Linked DNA regions of Ovis aries: region 2 is linked to region 1. A link is a contact called in public Hi-C data. All regions are on one chromosome and are shown on one strand. Each heading gives the region's core, a stretch centred on a gene start, on an enhancer-like site or on the middle of the called end of the contact. The rest is flanking DNA. Distances are from core to core; before and after follow the strand shown.

Evidence for each region. Hi-C and Micro-C count contacts between places; a contact is called where the count stands out from the background.
Region 2: a Hi-C map of blood shows a contact between it and region 1, with 3 times the contacts expected there. The contact joins the promoter of INPP5D here to the enhancer-like site in region 1. A contact is called at or near these places in 3 of 16 Hi-C or Micro-C datasets (all in blood).

The regions. Positions count from the first base shown.
Region 1 is chr1:7,863,044-7,866,691 of ARS-UI_Ramb_v3.0, forward strand. All of the region lies in intron 2 of INPP5D (inositol polyphosphate-5-phosphatase D), which reads right to left. Among named protein-coding and RNA genes, the nearest start is that of INPP5D, 40 kb to the right of the region's middle. Within about 2 kb of position 1,373, at least 13 of the 54 cell types and tissues checked have an H3K27ac peak or open chromatin away from gene starts, as enhancers often do.
Region 2 is chr1:7,902,910-7,907,119 of ARS-UI_Ramb_v3.0, forward strand. It overlaps INPP5D (inositol polyphosphate-5-phosphatase D), which reads right to left and starts at 1,838. Exons shown (of 27, transcript XM_027967486.2): 1 at 1,542-1,838. The coding sequence starts at 1,675.

The sequences.
Region 1 (3,648 bases), core at 123-2,622:
TTGAATATGCTAATTAATACAGTATCAACTCCTGCTTTTCAGATGAGTAAGCTGAAGCTCAGAGGAATGAAAAATTAACAAGAGTTAGGTAGGAAAAAATATCTTCTCCAAATGTGATGAAAAGGAATGAGTAAAACTGAATTGAAATAATGTATAAATGAGGGTCTGGGGATTAAATGGGCTCTAAGTAAAGTGGAAGTGATTATTAATCTGTCTGAGCCCTAACAAGTTACAGGAGTCTCTAATTAAGACATCTATGGTTCCAGGCGAACCTGCCCAGTGGCTCTGTGGGTGAAGAATTTGCCTGCAAGGCAGAAGACACAGGAAATGTGGGATTGATCCGTGGGTCAGGAAGATCCCCTGGAGGAAGAAATGGCAACCCACTCCAATATTCTTGCCTGGAGAATCCCAAGGACAGAGGAGCCTGGTGGACTACAGTCCAAACGGTCGCAAAGAGTCAGACGCGATTAAGAGACTGAGTGTGCCGCTTGGTCGCAGGGACTTGCCTTGGTCCAGTGGTTAAGACTGTGCTCCCCATGCAGGGGGCCCGAGTTCTAGCCTTGGTCAGGGAACTAGATCCTGCACACCACAACTGAAAATCCTGATGCCCCAACTAAAGATCCTGCATGCTGCAACTAAGACCTGGTGTAGTTAAAAAAAAAAAAAAAAGAAAGAAAGGAAGAAAAAAAAAAAAGACATCTGTGGTCCCAGAGGCAGCAGACCTCGCTGGGCAATAGCCAGCATGAGTTTATCACGGACCAGGGATGTGCTGAGGCCCACCTGTGCCTATTTGTTCTGGCTCAAAAGCCAATTTTTTTCCGGAATCCCAAGAGCTTGTTGTTAAATGATTCCACTATGGTGGAGGCGCTGGTGAGAGCATTCACGCCACGGAAACTGGCCAACACTGCAGACCAGGGCTTTGCTTTCTTCCCTGGAGAGCCGGCTGTCAAACGTCTGCCAATGCAGGGGGCCCCGTGCCATTTATCACTAGCAAAATCATTCTCTCAGTTCTTAGAGGACTGGCTTCCTGTGCACACGTGCGTGCCTCACCCTCTGCGTGGCCCAGATCTCTGGAAGCGACGCTGGATCAGGAAGAAATACCGTCGACACCAGATGGTTAACGTTTCTTGGTGGGAAAGCAGAGGAGATTACTGCTCAGTGAGGAAAAAAACACTTTGTAATGAAGATGGCAAAGGCACAGATCAAAACAGGAAGCTTTCAGCCTGCCTTGCTGGGGGGGTGGGGGGGGTGGGATCGCCTGAAGCTAGGAGACGCTGAAAAGGAAGAAGAGCAAAGTGTTGTGGTTGGCAGGGCACGGTGACACGTGTGGGCCGTCCAGGCCCCCAGCGGGGCTCACCCTCGACCTCTGGGGGACAGTGGCTCAGGGCAGGCAGACAGGAGTGGATGGGCAGCTCGGGGTAAACATCTGCCCTGCAGAGGAACCGAAAGTCACCGTTTGCAGGCTCCTGATGCTCTGAGGAAGTGACAAAGTCACCCTTCCACCGTGAGACTGAAGCCCTGGGCAGAAAGGGGGAATGCAACGATGCCTGCTTCTATAGAATCCAAGCCTCATTCCAAGGAAGGAAGAGAAGTCCACTGAGAGAGCTCAGTGGTGGGGAAGGACAAAGAGGCAAGGACCGGAAGCTGTGATGCGCACAATGGGCAGGATGGATTCTTTTGTGGTTTGCAGTTGAGTGAGCTTGGCATCCACCCCAGGTGAGATGCTAGATCAGCTTACTGACAGCATGGTTTGTAAGACACACTAAAGCAAGGGGCGACCCTTGGAGCCAGCAGGAGGTCACTGGGAAGAGACCAAGCTGGCTACTGTTAACATAGTAGAAGGTCAATTTATGTTTGCTAGCCTGATGAACTAGATCGTTTCTTGCATCTGACAGAGATTATGGCTCAGTTGCCTACAGAGGCAGGGCAGGTGATATAAACGAGAGGAGATGGCTGGGAGTGAGACAGTAGGGAGGTGGGGACTGTGACATATTAGAGTGAAATGCCTCTGTGAAAGGTGGGAGCTTCCACTCGGCTCCAGGGACATCACACAGGGTCATGTGGGTCTCAGGTTGTCAGCTTCCAAATTTTCTAGGGAAGCTAAAAATTCAGTATTATGTAAAATCTCTGAATTTCCATATTTTAAAATTATTTTTATTGTTATTTATTTATTTATTTTTTTGCCCATGCTGTGTGACTCTCGGGATCTTAGTTCCCCAACCAGGGATTGAACCCAGGCCCTGGCAGTGAAAGCGCTAAATCCTAACCACCAGACCACCAGGGAATTTCCAAAATCTCTGAATTTTAAAAAAATCATAATTAAAAAAAAAATGTCAGGCAAAGAGAGCACCAAATCCAGTGCAGGGGCTGCCAGTTTGTGCTCTCTGGTATAATCTACATAGATTTCAATAAAGTATTTTGTGATCTTCATTGGTGATCTTTTGTTAAGAACCACATGGAGGAATACTGGCTAAGCGGAGAAGACACCAGCGTCAGTCTGGACATAGGTTTCTGCTGCTATTGGGGTCTCCCTTTCATTTACATCAGCAATTTCAATTAGGATCCAGGAAGTAGATTTATTACTGTGAGGCTACCACCAAGCTAGGAGGCATCTCAAATATGCTGGATGACAGACAGAACCAGGTCAAACCAGAGCTCAGTGATCTAGAGCAAGGGGCTGGGGTACAGAGAAGACCCTCCTGGGCACCGACACCGTGGCAATGCTTGTCAGTACCCCATCCACTCTGCCATTCCAGTTTGGGCATTGTTTGGTAGGTCCCTTCTTGGCACTGGCATTTTGGGCCTTTTTTCCCTTTATTGAATTTTTATTTCCTTGTCTTTGTTATGCATCCTCCTTCCAGAGCAGAAGCATCCTCCAAAATTAGAAGCAAGACAAACGGGGAATGTCATTCCCACTAATGTACATCATTTCACCGTAGGTCCCAGGCGACATGAAACAAGCCAAAGCAACTTCCCTCCCTGCAAATGACTCGTATTGAGAAGAGACAAATCATGTATACAAGAGACAGTATCATGTATACAAGATCATGTACCCAGGGATGTCAAAAGAACGCATTCAAAAACTGATTAAAACTCATAATCATTGATTCAGAATTGCTGAATTACTGAATTCAGTAACTCAGAAAGATTATGCACGCCCATCCTACAAAAGTCAAAACACAGACGCCAGCAAAACCTAACCAGAAAATGCCATGGAAAAGACAGATTCTGTTTGCCAAGGTAGCTAAAACAACATCACATCCAGTAACAGTGAAGACATAAGAACTCTATGGAGAAAATAAAAAAGACAGTACAAGAGAGATAGAAAAGAAAATCTGAATAAATGGAAGAGATGCTCCATTCTCTGACAGGACTTGACAGTATAAGGATATGAGCTACCTTCTAATTAATCTATAAATTCAATGCAATTATATAAAAATTCAAATTGGATTTTTTTTAGGGCCCCTTAAAGCTGATTGTAAAATTCATCTGGAGAAGAAAATGCATGGAAACCACCAAAGAATAAAGAAAACAATAAATAGAGCTCGGTCTCTGGGATACACACAATAAAGTCACAGCAACAAAAACATTACAGAACTGAAGCAAGACTAGATTCATCAGTCAGCGAAAGAAGGAAGATTCCCTAGA
Region 2 (4,210 bases), core at 588-3,087, 40 kb after region 1:
CCTGGAAGCTCCCGAGGTCTCTGCGGGGAGGGGAGAGCTGCACGTGGGCTGAGGGGAGACAGAGCAGGATGTCCCCACTGTCTCTACGCCCTGTCTCTACAGAGGGGCTGTGCCTGTGGGGAAGACTGGGTCTGCTTCCCTTTCCCCCCACCCCGGGTGTGAGAACTGGGGGCTCAAGAAGCTGGCCTCGGGAGGGCGAGGCTCTGATGCAGTCAGACCTTGGGCCAGGTGGCCGGCTAAAAGCCTGGGTTAATTTCTAAACACTCCCAGTTGACCCCGGTAAACACCCTGGCTTCTCTCGCTGCCACTGGAACCCAGGCTCACACCGGCTTGACAGGTACAGGACTGGGGTGGCAGCCATCTGTCTGCCTGGGTGCAGCCTCTGGGGACGGACATTGTTGACTTTGTCATCGCTCGGTTAACTCGTCTGAGCCTCAATTTCCTCATCTGCAAAAGCGGCCAACAAAAGGACCTGCACTTCAGATTTTCACGAGGTTGAAATAGGTTGATACACAGACAAATGCTCAAACTCAACAAGCTCCAAATACAGTCTGTGGTCCATGACCCATTTCCCTCCTGCATGGATGGTGGTAGGGTCTGCCTGCTCAGAGGGACCCTTCCGCAAGCCCAGGGGTGCTACCTCAGCAGTGCAGGTGAACGTGCCCTTCCCCCATCATGCCCGAGGCCCCAGCGGGCATGGTTAGACCGCAGGGTGGCAGAGTGGCAGGGCCAAGGGCCTCTCTCAGACATTGGTGGAGAAGGGTGTTACAAAAAGGAACCGTCAGCAAGTGGCCGGTTCCCCAGTTTTAGGACAACTGGTGCATTCAGCAGCATCCCAGAGCTGGGGGCGGGGGGGGGGCAGTCGACGGTGGCCGACAGGCCTCAAAAGGCGGGGACACGGCTGAGGGCCTTGGACGGGTGAGAAGTGGCTCCTGCTGTAGGTAACATGACTTGCTCTGTTCCCAGGGCCCCAGATACAGCCTCTGATCCTTTCTTGAGCGACTCCCCGTCTTCACAGCTCCCCAGACAACAGCTTCCTCCAAAGGCCCATACTCTGGCACAGGAAGGGTTCCCGCTTCCCACTTCTGTTCTTCCAGGAGGGTTTCCCAACTGGGCATCTTTGACCAACACCTGAACTGACCCAGCTGCTTTCTAACACTCCCACCACCACGGAGCCCTGAGTTTCCGCCCGGCTCACAGGCCCTGGACAACCCGCCCCCCACCCCCTTGGTCCCTGGAACCTCAAGGAAGCCCCTGGCCCTGCTGCTTGCTGGTCGCTGGGGTGTGTGGCCCAGATCCCAGGCTAGCCCTGGAGGGCTCCTGCTCTCAAAACCCCAACTCCAGGGCCAAGCAGGTCCCCCGACGGGCCTCAGCTGGACCCACTAACAAACTTGGGAAGCGCAAGGTCGCTGGACACAGAAACAACCCCAACCCAGGGCAGGGGCCCCAACGTGCCCCGAGCCAGCTTGCCCTGTGCACAAGCGGCACCTCCATCACCTCCGCTGCCAGGCCGGGCCGGGGTGGGCAGGTCGGGTACTCACAGCACACAGAGGGCGTAGGCCCGGGAGATGGACTCGCTGGCACGCACGAGGAAGCTCCCATCCTTGCCCGTCCTGGAGAGCAGCTCCTCTGCCTTGGAGCGGGTGATGTTGCCATGGTTCCAGCAGGGGACCATGGCGGGCGCGGGTGTCCCCGGGGCCGGGCCCGGCGGCCTCACCACTGGACCGGACACCGCGCCGACGGGGGAGCTGGGCGCTCCTGCGCTGGACCCCCGTGGGTTCCCTCTCAGTCGCCCCAGCTGCTGCTGCCGCCGCCACCGCTCACTGGCCGACTTCCTGTTTCAGGCACTCGGCAAGGGAAAGGAAGCTGAGCTGCAGAGAACTTCCTCATTGCAGAGCCCAAGCAAGACAGTCCTCCACCTCCCCCCTCACGGCCTGCTGCCCCTCCCTCTCACCACCACCCCCAGCCCTGCCGTGTCCCCCACCCCCGGCTCCCTTCTTTAATGGGTCTTGGTCCCTGGCATGGGGAATATCAGCTCGAGTCCTCCTAGGGGAATCTATCAGCTCCTCTGGCGTCAGGAGGCTCAGGGCCAGCCTCTGAAGGAGTGAGGCCCAAGGGTTGGCCATTCTGGGACCCATGACCCGATGCCCCGAGTGGGGCTGCCACGCCGAGGACGCCCACCCCAGCCCTCTGCCCTACCCCTGAGCTTTCCACCTCCCTGTCCACTCCCTCTGACATGCCCGCAGGTCGGAGGCTCACAGGGTCGGGCTTCTCAACTGGGGCTGAGGCCTGCCCCACTACCCCCGCCGAGGTGGGTACCAGCCGAGCCCCCTACTCATACTGAGACACACCTGGGCACCTTTCAGCCCTGGGAGCTGGGAAGACCTTGGGCGACACCACCCGGGAGCTCCCCGGGGCCAGCTCTGCAACACTTTTATACCCATTGTGGGGGCCGGCGGGTATGTGGGAGCCCGTGGCAGCCCTTCTCCAGGGCAGCACATGTGCCTGACCCCTGTAGCCCAGCTTAGGGACACGCAGAGGGAGCTGGGAGGACTCTCGGGACATGGACCTTTTGCAGGTTGACACCTCTGGAACTTTCTGGGACACTTGGGACACTCACGCATGTCCCCCTATCCCTGGGGCAAGTTGGCCACCTGGCAAGGATGGCGTTCCTTCCTGAGTCCCACATCTCAGGTAGAGTTGGAGTTGGAGGTAGAGGTGGCCAGGCATGGTTACCTTGGTCCACAGCTCAAAGTGAGGGCTGCCTTTGGGGAGGTGGGGACCACCATCCAGGATCAGCAGGCTCTGAGGGCTCTGAAGTGGGCACCATGCTTGGACCCCAGACGGGGAGCCCTTAGTGCTTGGGTCAGTGCCCCAGGGTGAAGGGGCAGGTGCCGACCTATTGCACAAGACCCCTGGTCCTGTCTCAGCCCTCAGCCAGCCCCGTGACATAACAGAAGAAGCCGCATCCAGGCACCAGGGCCAGGCAAGCCCCAACTCGAATCGGGTCCTCTGCATCCGAGGTGCAGGAGCTGGTCAGTTCCTTCTCCCTCTTGGTCTCGGTTTCCTGTTCTCCACCTGAAGGAGAGCAGCCCCAGAGGAGCTCACGTGTGCCGGGAGCCCCCAGTGCCTGCCACCCGCAACAGTTGATTCTGAAAAGCAAAGCTAAGGGCTCTGCTTCCTGAATCCTGGACCTGGGCTCCGCCTCCAGCCTGAGGGAAGAGGGGAGGGGCGGGGGGCGGGGAGGAGATGGTCAACTCAGGCCTGAGGCGGGGGAAATTGGGCCCATTAAAGGGGCCCCAGAAGGTGGGCTGCTACCCCTGTGGGGTCATCTCCAGGGTCGTCTCCAGCATGGGCATGGTCAAGGCGTGGCCGTGCTCCGGCAGGCCTTCTTGGCTTCTAAAGGCAGTTCCTTTTGGAAACCTAGCCCAGCAAACTCCCTGGTCCCCACATTCACCTCCTCAAAGCCAGCTCCTCCCCCAGCTGCTCTGAGCTTCCCCTTCCCTACCACTGCCCCCTCCCTCCCCCCACCAATATCCCCTCCCTTGCTCCTCCGTCTGAACCCAAGGAAGAAACTCCTGAGCCTTCAGAAAGCCCGTATCAAGGCTGAGCTAGGTATGGGGCCACTGAGGTGGAGCTAAGAGACCTGCTCCTGGGATGCTCCCACCATACACTCCCCGTTCCCCTGCCGAGCTCTGCCAGCTTGCTCCCTCGAAGCCCCTGGGTCCCTCCAGGGTCCTTCAGGAGGATCTGCCCACAGTGCTGGCCCTGTAGCACCTTCACCAGCTTATCCACTTATCTACCCTCTAGCCCATCCAAGACCCTTCCACTTACATCGATCTCCCCCAACTCTCCTTCCCACCCCTGTTCCCACTGAGTCCCATAGTTCAGCAGGGTCGGGGTGGCCAGCAGCACTGTCCCTGCCATTTGGTCCAGTGTGGTTTCGCTTTAACACACACAACACATACAAGACACACACAGAACATACAAGACACACACATGTCATCCATGTTCCTGAATTTTTAGGGTCCATCCTGTCATGTCCTCCTGAGAAACCTGTATGCAGGTCAAGAGGCAACAGTTAGAACTGGACATGGAACAACAGACTGGTTCCAAATCGGGAAAGGAGTACATCAAGGCTGTATATTATCACCCTGCTTATTTAACTTATATTCAGGGTACATCATGTGAAATGCCATGCTGGATGAAG